Regions from separate parts of the Mus musculus genome. Here regions 2 and 3 are each linked to region 1. A link is a contact called in public Hi-C and HiChIP or PLAC-seq data. All regions are on one chromosome and are shown on one strand. Each heading gives the region's core, a stretch centred on a gene start, on an enhancer-like site or on the middle of the called end of the contact. The rest is flanking DNA. Distances are from core to core; before and after follow the strand shown.

Region 1 (3,622 bases), core at 298-2,797:
GGCCCTCCTGGGAGGAGGGGCTGCCGCCAGCGCAGGTGAGGTTACTGGGAAACCTTGGCCCCACCCCCAGCCAAGCTCCACACCCCGCCCAGTCTCTGCAGGACCCAGATTTCCAATCGCTGTCTGCAGAGGGGTAGGTGATTTGGGGAGTCGGGGTGGGTGTCCCCTAAGGTCTAGGTGAAAAGGTCGTAGGCAGTTCTCCCAGTGGCCATGGGAGCCATTAGCAGGTCCTTCAGCAGCTGGAACGTCCCTGGGTTTGTAAACTGGAGACCCAGCCTGCCTTGGCTTCTCCCTAGGGGCAGCTTATCTTCCTGGTAGGTTTTTTGTGTGTACTTGTCTTGGTTTGTTTGGACTTCGTGTCTTTCTTGAGACTCTTTGGAAATGCTTTTTGGGTGTGAGTTTTGAGTCAGTTGGGATGTGTTTGTAACCGGGTGGTGAGACCGGAGACTTTACTGTGACCTGACATTATCCGGGGACTTGGCAGGTATGGGGGGGGGGGTGGCGTTGGAGAGAGGTAGGAATGACAGGTGGTGCTGAATGGGACGGAACACCTCCCACACTCCCACACTAGCTCTGTTGTCCTCCCTGCCTCTATCTCTCCGGTCCATGGCTCAGCAGCTCTCTCCGTTCATTGTCTCCTTGTATCCCTGGGTCATGCGTTCCTGTGCTTTGGGCAGTGTCTTTATTTTTCAGGGCGCCTATCTATCTTCCTCCCCCACCCCCACCTCGTCTTGGCTCCATTTTGCCCTTCTCCTTGCCAGAAGCCAGACTCTGCGGCTTCCACCAGGGACCGAGCTGACTGACTGGGACTGAGGGAGGCTTGCCTGAGAAAGACTGCAGAGTTAGCCTGGATGAAGCAGGGATCCCAGGGGGATCCGGAGCTTGGGGGTTTGAATCTCAGGGATCCTGAGAAGACAGGAGGGAGCTGCCAAGCTGGGGAGAGGTTCTGGAAGAAGGGAACAGAAAAAAGTTGAGACTAAAAGAGTGTGACCGGCTCTCAGACTTGGGGCGCGCGGGGATGGGGGGAGTGATTTAGGTTGGGATCCGGAGGAGGGGTGTGTGCCAAATGGTGACAAATGGGGTGGAGTGTGAACCTAGAGGGTCTGGCTAGACAGGTGAGCCCGGCTCCCTTCCCCCAGCCGGGCTGCAGCTCTCGCTCCGGTGCTGGGCCTGTGGGAACCCGTTCCTTCCTGCGTGCCCTGGGGCCGCTTCTCCGTGCTTCTCTCCCTCTCTCCAGGAACCGAGCCCAGAAAAAGGGGAGGAGGGACGGCGCCAACTCTCCCCACCCCCGAGCCACCGCGCGGGGTCCCTAGGGGGCTTAGCGGGCCCCTGATGGTGCTGCTGTACCCCAGCATCGGGGTGGCGGGGGATGGGCGTGCGGATCACCTAGTGGAGGCTACGCGCTGGGGAGCACTTGCAGGGCGGGTACCGCACTAGGAGAGGAGCGAGGGGCGGCGCCGGGCGTGGGAGCGCGGGCGCCGGGGCGGGAGTACCGGCGGGGGACGGGCGCGGGGAGGCGGCGCCTGGGCGCGATCCGGCCCCGCGCTGGCTCCTCTCCCCGGAACAGGCCCCCGACAGCTGCTCGCGGGAGCCGCCTCCCGACACCCGAGCCCCGCCGGCGCCTGCGCTCCCCTCCCGCGCCCCGCCGCCGAGGAGGCCCCAAGCCGGGGCCTGACGCCCGGGTCCGCCCCGGAGAGCCATGAGAGGTAGGGACTGAGGCGGGGACGAGCAAGAGGCAAGGGGAGCGGGTTGGGGAACCCCAGTTATGTTTGCTGCCCCGGGATTTTGACTCTCCATCCAAAGCAGAGGGTCCTGACTTTCCGAGAAACTATTCCGAAAAGAGAGCGAGGACCTCTCTTTTCTTGGGTGAGGGGAGAACCTAACTCCAAGAGGACAGGTGCGCGCATATGTAGCCCACTGAGTCATCCTATCGGTGCCTACCCCTCAACCTCCGGTGCCATGCTTACGGACATGCTCGGTTAAGCTGCCCAGGCCAGAGGGAGCCAGCCTGACGCCCAACCTACCAGACCAGCCACGCTCCGTGGTTGCCGGGTTGTGCCAAGAGACGAGGTCACCGCCCAATGAGCAACGCTCCCAGGCTCCCTTTCTGGCCAGGCAATTCTTTTCAGCACCCCCTCTCCCAGCCACCGCCCGGCTGGCCTACAACTGAGTGGCTGAGAAGGATGGAGGTGTGTCCAGACTCGTGTGGCACTCACTGTAGGGACAGGTCACACACAGTAGAATGCTTGAGAACAGGGAGAGATGGTCCTTGTTTTTCTTGCTGTTCTTCCCACCTGAGTCCCACCTGTTCCTGCCTGCTCTTGGCTTCCCTCTGGCTCAGTCACTCTGGATGTTTGGGGGTGGGTGGCTCCGTTCTCTGAGGATCCTGTACCTCAGGGCCTGCGTGTGGCTCACTTTGTCTTCTGATTATAGGAGCTTGTGTCTGCCGTTTAGTATTCGCTAAATGGTGAGATCTGACTTTATAGATTACCTCGGGGTTTGTGGCACACACCTGTAATTAGCCTCTGGTGATAAAGAACTGAAGGTCAGCCTTCCTTGGCATCGTAGTTGAACTTGAGACCTTGTCTCAAACAAAACAAAACAAACAAACAAAAACCCCAACCAACTATCTTGCTGTTAGGAGTACAGGTCTTTAGTTCCAGCACTCGAGTGGCAGAGGCAGGAGAATCTCTCTGAGTTCCAGGCTAGCCAGGGCTACACAGTGAGACAACAAAACCCAAGCAACTAACCAGTCCTTCTCCCCGCCCCAAAGCAACACAAAGAAATCAAACGCACACACAGAAGATGTCAAGATCTGTGTGGAGTGGTGCTGGCTTCGGCAACACATATACTAAAATTGGAAAGATACAGAGAAGACTAATGCGGCCCCTATACAAGCATGACACGGAAATTCATGAACGGTCCTTAATTTTTAAATGATGGAAGATGGAATTTAATGGAGGAGTTGTCTTTAAAGCTACTTGAGGTCCAGGTAATACTTAATAAAATTAGACAGGCGTGGTGGTGCACGCCTTTAATCCCAGCACTTGGGAGGCAGAGGCAGGCGGATTTCTGAGTTCAAGGCCAGTGTGGTCTACAAAGTGAGTTCCAGGACAGCCAGGGCTATACAGAGAAACCCTATCTCGAAAAAAACAACAACAAATAAATAAATAAATAAAAATTAAAAAGACCCCAGGGAAGAATGCAGGGTCCAGGAACAACAACAAAATCCTGGAGACTGTAGAGTCTCTCATGTAGACTATTTATCTCTCTTTTTGCAGAAAACGGGGGTGGGGGTGGGGCTCAAGGTGCTGAAGTGAGTTGAAACAGCCTTTCCAGGATATGAACGTCTTGGTGCAAAACTGAACTCCATTCTTTGAATCTAAACAGGATAGCGGCATACAAGAAAAAACAAAAAAGATCTGTACAGAGTGGATAGGAATTGTGTGAGCTGGTCTTGGTGGGACACAGGCCAATAGGGTGTGCTGAAGAGGCAGGAGGGTCAGGAGCTAAAAGGAAAAGAAATGAAGAAAGGAAAAGGAAAATGTCTGTGAGAGGCAGTAAGGCGCTAGTGGTATGTGAGCAGGATACATTTAGCGTTCACAGTGGGTTTAAGTCCCCT
Region 2 (3,622 bases), core at 489-2,988, 120 kb after region 1:
GACCTCAGCAGGGATGGGGGTACCAAGAGCCCTCAGGTGTCTAGAACGCCTGACCTAACTGACCAGGTCCGAGACGCTCACACCCTGCCTGAGCCAACACGGCTCAGGGACCCCACCCCTGCCTCCTGCGTTCCACCCTGTGAGTGGTTTGCTCACTGAAGGCTGAAGCCTGTCATGGAGATCCTGCTAGCCATGCTGAAAATTATTTAAGATTAAGTCAAAACCTGTTTCCAACCTCCCCTGCTCCAGCCTTCCCAGCTCTTTCCAGGTAGTCCTGAGAACTTGGCAGCTGGACCTGCCCCAGGAAGATGAATGCAGAAATGCCCTCAGGGAGTGACCAGGTCAACTGATACCTGCAGAGCCTTCAATGAGGTGTTCCAAGGGGAACTGGGCTACTGTTTGCTTCAAACACACCCCTCCAGGGGGATCCTCTGAGGAGGAAGACGAGACCCAGGGCTTAGGTTTCTTTCCATTTTACCAGCCTCATCGACATAGGCAAAGGTCCACAGCTGGGTAGCCTCTGTTGACCCCACTGGCAGCAGCTGGTCCCTAACTGCAGGTGCCTGGCTTTCCTGTGACAGCTTTGTCACAGCCTCTTATGAAGACCTGGGACCACACACAGACTACAGCTCAAGATGCCCACTGCAAGGCTGGCAGGATAGCATAGCACTCGCCCGTAGTCCCAGGTCTCGGAGGCAGAGGCAGGACAATCAGGAGTACAAGACCATCTTCAGCTCTACAGTGAGCAAGAGGCCCATCTGGGCTACATGAGATATGTCACAAAACCCCTAAATCTGGGGCTGGTGAGATGTCCCATCTGCTAAAGGTGCTTGCTCCCTGCCAAGCCTGGTGACAGGGTTCCATCTCTGGGACCCATGTGGTAGGAAGAGAGAACTGATTCCCACAAGTTGTCTTGGACACATACACACAAACACACACATACACACACACACACACACACACACACACACGTGCGCGCGCCTTAAAAAAAAATCAGAGACTTGAGAGAGCTCAGATTTTAAGAGCACTTGCTACTCTTCCAGTGTTTGGCTCCCAGTACCGACGAGGTGGCTCACAACTGTCAGTAACTCCAGTTCCAGAGGATTTGACGTCCTCTTCGGCCCTCCCAGGACACCAGGCACATAAGTGACCCACATCCACTTAGGCAGACAAAGTTTTCACAGTGCATACATACATTTTTTAAAAAAAATTATGTAAAAACAAACCCCCAAACCCAAAAATCAATCAAACAAAAAGAGGTCCACCAAGGATTCAAGGTATAGTCAGGAACTAGGAGTCAACCTTTGACCCAGATTGTCGCTTAGTAAGCAATGGGGTAGTAACTTCAGTCATATAAGAAGCCAGAAACCTTCCTGGGACTGAGTTAGAGGACACACAAAACGGCGACGTTGGAAGGGGATGCCACTCACTACTGCACTAGACTGCATGTCAAACAGTCTGAGCACCTGGTTGTCAGATGACATCACTTTTATCCTGGGACCACAGTCAGGGGCGCCGGTGAGGCAGAGAGGTCTGAAGGGGAGAGGGGTGGTTGGAAACCACTTCTTGTATGCAAGGCCCGAGGCGCTCAGTCTCTGTCTGTGGTCGAGAGAACACGCGTCCTTAGCATACACAGCTGGGATTGAGCCCCCTGAATGTCACTGGACCACAGAGGGCTCCTGCCCAAGCATTCGCCAGAAAGCAAGCGTTCTTTCCTCTACTGGCGTCCCACTGGCTCCCTCTGCTGGCAACAGATCGATATTGAGCTTCCCAGACTGATGCTCTGTGGAGAACCGAATGTTGTCTGGTTGCCATTCCCCAAAGCTCTGCACCTGCTCACTCATTTCTTCTAAACATTGTTGCAAGTTCTTAAGGCTCTCCAGGTAACCCCCTGCTGATTACTACAGCTAAACAATGTCAATGCCAGGGCACTAAACACAGCTGGGTAATTACACACTGTTAAGGAATAAAACAAAAAATAGGGGCTGGAGAGATGGCTCAGCAGGTAGGAACAACACACTGCTCTTGGAAAGGACAGGACTTCGGGTCCCAGCATCCCATACTGCGGCTCATAACTCTCGGTAACGCCAGTTCCAAGGGACACAACATTCTCCTCTGGATTCCATGAACACTAGGCGTTCACGTGATCCCAGACATAACGTGCAAGCAAAACGCACATGCACACAAAAAATAATTTTTTAAAAAGAAGAAACAATGGCCGGGCGTGGTGGCACACACCTTTAATCCCAGCATTCGGGAAGCAGAGGCAGGCGGATTTCTGAGTTCGAGGCCAGCCTGGTCTACAGAGTGAGTTCCAGGACAGCCAGGGCTACACAGAGAAACCCTGTCTCAAAAATCAAAAAAGAAGAAGGAGAAGAAGAAGAAGGAGAAGAAGAAGAAGGAGAAGAATGAGAAGGAGAAGGAGAAGGAGAAGGAGAAGGAGAAGAAGAAGAAGAAGAAGAAGAAGAAGAAGAAGAAGAAGAAGAAGAAGAAGAAGAAGAAGAAGAAGAAGAAGAAGAAAAACAATGCTGGGCCTCTGGACCTGGCTGGTAGTAGCACTAGCCTGGTGTGTGCATGGCTCAGGCTTGTGGATGTTAGTATTTTAAAGTGTATATGACATGCTAATGTGGTAAAAGTTTAAAACTGTTCGTTAAGGTCTTGTAGGAATTAATATACATTAAGGCACTAAAGAATTGAACTGGCGCATGCCTTTAATCCCAGCACTCGGGAGGCAGAGGCAGGCGAATTTCTGAGTTCGAGGCCAGCCTGGTCTACAAAGTGAGTTCCAGGACAGCCAGGGCTACACAGAGAAACCCTGTCTCGAAAAAGAAAAAGAAAAAGAAAAAGAAAAAGAAAAAGAAAAAGAAAAAGAAAAAGAAAAAGAAAAAGAAAAAGAAAAAGAAAAAGAAAAAGAAAAAGAAAAAGAAAAAGAAAAAGAAAAAGAAAAAGAAAAAGAAAAAAAGATTTGAACTGTTTTCTTTTAAATCAAGGCTGGAGAGATGGCTCAGTGGTTAAGAGTACTTGCTACTCTTACTCTTGGCAGAAGGATCCAAGTTCAAACTCAGCCTCCACATAGAGCAACTCACAAACACCTGGAACAGCCCTGGCTCCAAGGGATCTGGTGCCCTCTTGTGGCCAGCAGTAGCACCTGCATTTGTGTGCACAGATATACACAAAATTAAAAATATTTTTGAGGGAAGGGGATTAAAGGCATACGCACCACTGACCAGCCCAAAACTTTTTTTTTTTTTTTGAGACAGGGTCTCTCTGTGTAGCCCCTGGCTGTCCTGGAACTCACTCTGTAGACCAGGCTGGCCTCGAACTCAGAAATTCGCTTCCCTCTGCCTCCTGAGTGCTGGGATTAAAGGTGTGCGCCACCATGCCCGGCCAAAATTAAGTATTTTTAAATTAAATAAATATATACATTTTCAAGAACTCAAGCAGGAAAGATCGCCACCCAGGAAAACTGGCTGTTGCATTCGCTGTGGTGTCTGGACACTCCCACATTCTTGGAGATTTACAAATGTATCAGGATACCAATGTATCCTTTTGGGAGCTCTGAGCCTCTCAGCATCCTGTCCAGGGCACACACTTTCCTTTCACACTTTCCACTCCTGTCCAG
Region 3 (3,622 bases), core at 282-2,781, 99 kb after region 1:
TTATTAGTATATTAGTGTAATATACTAATAGTGGCAATAATGATATTGTCCCATAGGTAATATAATATACTAATTAATATAAGTATGTTAGTAGCTGCTAAACTAAGCTAACCCTGCAATGGAAATGACCAGCCACTCTCTCTCCCCAACCCCACTCCAGGCTCCTGTCAGAGCATCACAAGCTCTGACCCTGGAGAACCCACAGCAAATCTCCCTGGAGCCACCTGTGGCAGCTCCTGGGACCTGTGGATCCAGCATAGTGACCACAGCCTCCAACATCAACATCATAGTAGCTACAACCCCAGCGTCACCAGCACAAGGCCACCCACTGCAGGAAGCAAAGGGAGAGCCTAACCAGGCCAGCTGAGGCCATGGGAAGTCACCCTAACTGCAATGGTCTCCATGGTTGTGGCCTCGGCCGTGGCTGTGGCTGTGGCTTTGATTCTTGCTGCAGGGCTTGTAGCCTCTCTTGTTGAGTATCTACAGAGTCTACAAATCTTTTTTCCTAACCAGGAGTTCAGGCAAATGAAGACAGAGGGCTGGAGAGCAGAGGCTGTCTGCACGGGTAACAAGAGGGACTGAGGAAGAGTTACACAGAAATGGCGGGCTAGAACTAGCAAGACAGAACATTGGAGAAGCTAGGTGCTATCCAGAAGATGCTAAAGAGGGGGATCAGGGTAGAAGACCCCCTTAGGGGTGAGCTCCCACAGGGCTAAGAGTGCAGAGGATGAAGGGATGGGAAGGGGGGACACGCCCCTGAGGTGTTGCCCTTGCCTGAGAAGCCTCACACCAAACCTGAACCACCCCCACAGCCCCAGCCACGGGCTGCACCCTCAAGCCTATCACCAGCCAAGTGCCACTGGACTCGACTGCAGAGACCAGAGTCCTCCTGCAACCGTGGAGCTGACTGGGAGATACTGTACCTGAGCATCCCAAAAGGTGACCTGGGGGTACCCAGAGGGGCAGGTTCCCCTGTCTCCATGGCAACCAAGCAGCCTCCCTCCCACTTGGCTGCCCACCAGGAAAAAGAGGAGTGTAGGCTGTGACTGTGTGATTAAACAAAATAAATGAACCTAATCCCCATCGGAGCCCAAGTATGGGCACATCACATGACACATCACGGAGGAAGGTGCCACACCCCAGTGTTACAGTTTGCTCACTGTTGCTGTGATAAATTTTGTACTGAAAGCACCTTGGGTTGTGGGGGGGTGGGGGGCAAGCAAGGGTTGGAGGAGGGAGGGTTTGTTTGGCTTACATTTATCTCCAGGGCAGAAGCTCGCAGGAGCCCGGAGGCAGGAACCATGGGGAAGTTGCTTGCCGGCTCACTCTCTCCTGCTCTCCTGCTTAGTTAGCTTGCTCGCTTTCTTTCTTTCTTTCTTTCTCTCTCTCTCTCTCTCTCTCTCTCTCTCTCTCTCTCTCTCTCTCTTTCTTTCTTTCTTTCTTTTCTTTTGTTAGCTTTCTTACACAGCCAGGACTATCTGCCCACACCCACATTCCAGCTATCCACGGTGGGCTGGGCCATTCTGCATAAGTTAGCTATCACAGAGACCTCCCACAGATGCGCCCACAGGCAAACCCAATCTAGGCAATTCCTCCATTGAGGTTTCCCTCACAGGTGTGTCAAGTTGACAGTTGAGGCTAACCATGAAGCCAGGAGACACCCTTCCCAGAATTCTCCCAGTCCCCAAATCCCTTGAGTGAAGTTGGGGGGGGGGGAGCAGGTGTGGACTTCAGGTTTGTGCTGTGCAGTGAGTGAGACACAGTTTCTGTGAGACAGACCAGGGTTGGGGTTGTGGGGGACTATGGATGTATGGATGTGTCTTGCTGATGATGGGGCTGCCCCGGTTCAGGCCACATCCTCTCTCAACAGTCAGTTCCAGGACTGAGTGCAGGTAACACCACCTGTCTCTAACCAGCCTTGTCCTGCAGAGAGAACTGCACCTTCAGGCATGGCCTGCACTTTTGTTCTTGAACCTGGTGCTCAACAGGCCCTAAGAAGCAGCCCTCTGACAAGGTCACCATGAGATCTCTCCAGAGGCTGGGCCAGTGTTCTTCCTCAGGGCTTCCAGGTCGCCTGGCTTGCCCACAAAGCTGCCAAGTCTCCTCTGCCCCTAGGTTCTCTCAGCCTGGGGCTTGACCAGAATCTCAGGACCTGAGTTGTTTCTCTGTGCACAGTTCACAGTGATATCGACAGAATAGGAGCCGTGTAATGTGAACAGCATTGTCAGTAGAAAATAGGGCTCTCATAAAATTCAAGAACGGAAGCTGGGATTGGTCATGAAGACCTTTGATCCGGGCTACCGAGAGGCTGAGGCAGGAAGATTTAAGACCAGTATCAGCAATTTGCTGAGCCTTGTCTCAAAACAAAAAATAAATTTAGTGTCTGGGGTGATGGCTATGGAGTAAAGTGCTTGTTGTACGAGCATGAGGACCTGCGTCTAAAACTCCCACACTAAAAAAAAAAATAAAAATTTAAAAGGCTGGGCATCGAGTGCATCTTTCCTGGGGAGTTGGAGAGGTGGATCCCTGGGCTTGCTGGCTAGCCAGACAGCCAATCAGCAAGCTCAAAGATAAATGAGAGACCATGTCTCAAAAGTAAGGAGGAGGGGCTGGAGAGATAGATCAGTGGTTAAGAGCACTGGCTGCTCTTCCAAAGGACCCAGGTTCAATTTCCAGCACCCACATGGCAGCTCAAAGCTATCTGTAACTCCAATTCCATGATCCAACACCCTCACACAGATATACATGCAGGTAAAACACCAGTTCACATAAAAAAATAAAATAAAATAAATAAGTTAAGTGAAACCAATACAGGAAGATGCTAGATGTCACCTCTGGCTCACACACACACACATACACACATGTGCCTACACATACATACATACACACATACACACATGCTCACACATATGTGTTCACACACATACACATGCTCCATGTACATATGTCCACACACATGCTCACACACACATACATGTGCTACACACATGCTCATACACATGTGCTTATACACACACATACATATATATTCATATGTACCACACACGTTTGCTCACACTCACATGTGCTTACACACACACACACATATACATATATATACACACATACACACACACACACACACATATATATATATATATTTACACACAGGTACTACACACACGTGCTCACACACGTTTTCACTCATATATATACACACACACATACACATGTGCTCTCACACACATATACACACGTGCTCCATTCCCACATTTGCTCGCACACATGAACACCTGTATGCATGCGCACACAAGTATCTTTTAAAGAGCTAGGAGTATGGCTTAGTAATATATACAGGCTGTCTAGCACGTATATTTAATCTCTAGTACTCAAGGGAGGAAGGAGGCCAGGAAGAAGGAAGAAAAAAAGAAAATGAAATGAACCTGGCCATGGTAGCGCATAACTTTAATCCCAACACTCCAGAGGTAGAGGCAGGTGGGTCTCTGTGAGTTCCAGGACTGCCAGTACTACAGAGAGAGACTCTGCCTCAAAAATAAACAAACGAATACACACAGAAAAGCAAAAAGACAACACAGGTAAGACTGACTTACGGTGACTGGGTCTCCTGAGAATGGAGTTGTAG

What was found. Hi-C and Micro-C count contacts between places; a contact is called where the count stands out from the background. HiChIP or PLAC-seq counts read pairs in DNA pulled down with a chosen protein or histone mark.
Region 2: a contact with region 1 is called in a Hi-C map of cerebral cortex, with 2.1 times the contacts expected there. The contact joins the enhancer-like site here to the promoter of Ddr1 in region 1. A contact is called at or near these places in 21 of 39 promoter capture datasets (the 3T3-L1 cell line, 3T3-L1-derived adipocytes, the C10 cell line and 13 more), 2 of 15 datasets of contacts at CTCF or cohesin (CD8 T cells and embryonic stem cells), 8 of 484 Hi-C or Micro-C datasets (cerebral cortex, embryonic stem cells, lens fibers and 1 more), 16 of 115 datasets of contacts at active chromatin or transcription factors (astrocytes, craniofacial prominence, embryonic stem cells and 9 more) and 3 of 9 other capture datasets (adipose tissue, liver and pancreatic islet).
Region 3: an H3K27ac HiChIP or PLAC-seq map of embryonic stem cells shows a contact between it and region 1, with 17 read pairs. The contact joins the enhancer-like site here to the promoter of Ddr1 in region 1. A contact is called at or near these places in 11 of 39 promoter capture datasets (the C10 cell line, the HPC-7 cell line, cranial neural crest and 7 more), 2 of 484 Hi-C or Micro-C datasets (both in embryonic stem cells), 11 of 115 datasets of contacts at active chromatin or transcription factors (T-cell acute lymphoblastic leukemia, astrocytes, embryonic basal ganglia and 5 more) and 3 of 9 other capture datasets (adipose tissue, liver and pancreatic islet).

Annotation. Positions count from the first base shown.
Region 1 is chr17:35,698,515-35,702,136 of GRCm38.p6, reverse strand. It overlaps Ddr1 (discoidin domain receptor family, member 1), which reads left to right and starts at 1,547. Exons shown (of 18, transcript NM_001198833.1): 1 at 1,547-1,706. LOC115488883 (a small nuclear RNA gene) reads left to right here and starts at 2,828; the gene lies at 2,828-2,934.
Region 2 is chr17:35,582,592-35,586,213 of GRCm38.p6, reverse strand. No RefSeq gene overlaps it. Among named protein-coding and RNA genes, the nearest start is that of Gm41577, 4.2 kb to the left of the region's middle. Within about 2 kb of position 1,738, at least 22 of the 459 cell types and tissues checked have an H3K27ac peak or open chromatin away from gene starts, as enhancers often do. A contact at or near this core is called in cerebral cortex and pancreatic cancer cells, where this site is marked.
Region 3 is chr17:35,599,415-35,603,036 of GRCm38.p6, reverse strand. No RefSeq gene overlaps it. Among named protein-coding and RNA genes, the nearest start is that of Gm41577, 13 kb to the right of the region's middle. Within about 2 kb of position 1,531, at least 32 of the 459 cell types and tissues checked have an H3K27ac peak or open chromatin away from gene starts, as enhancers often do. A contact at or near this core is called in embryonic stem cells and pancreatic cancer cells, where this site is marked.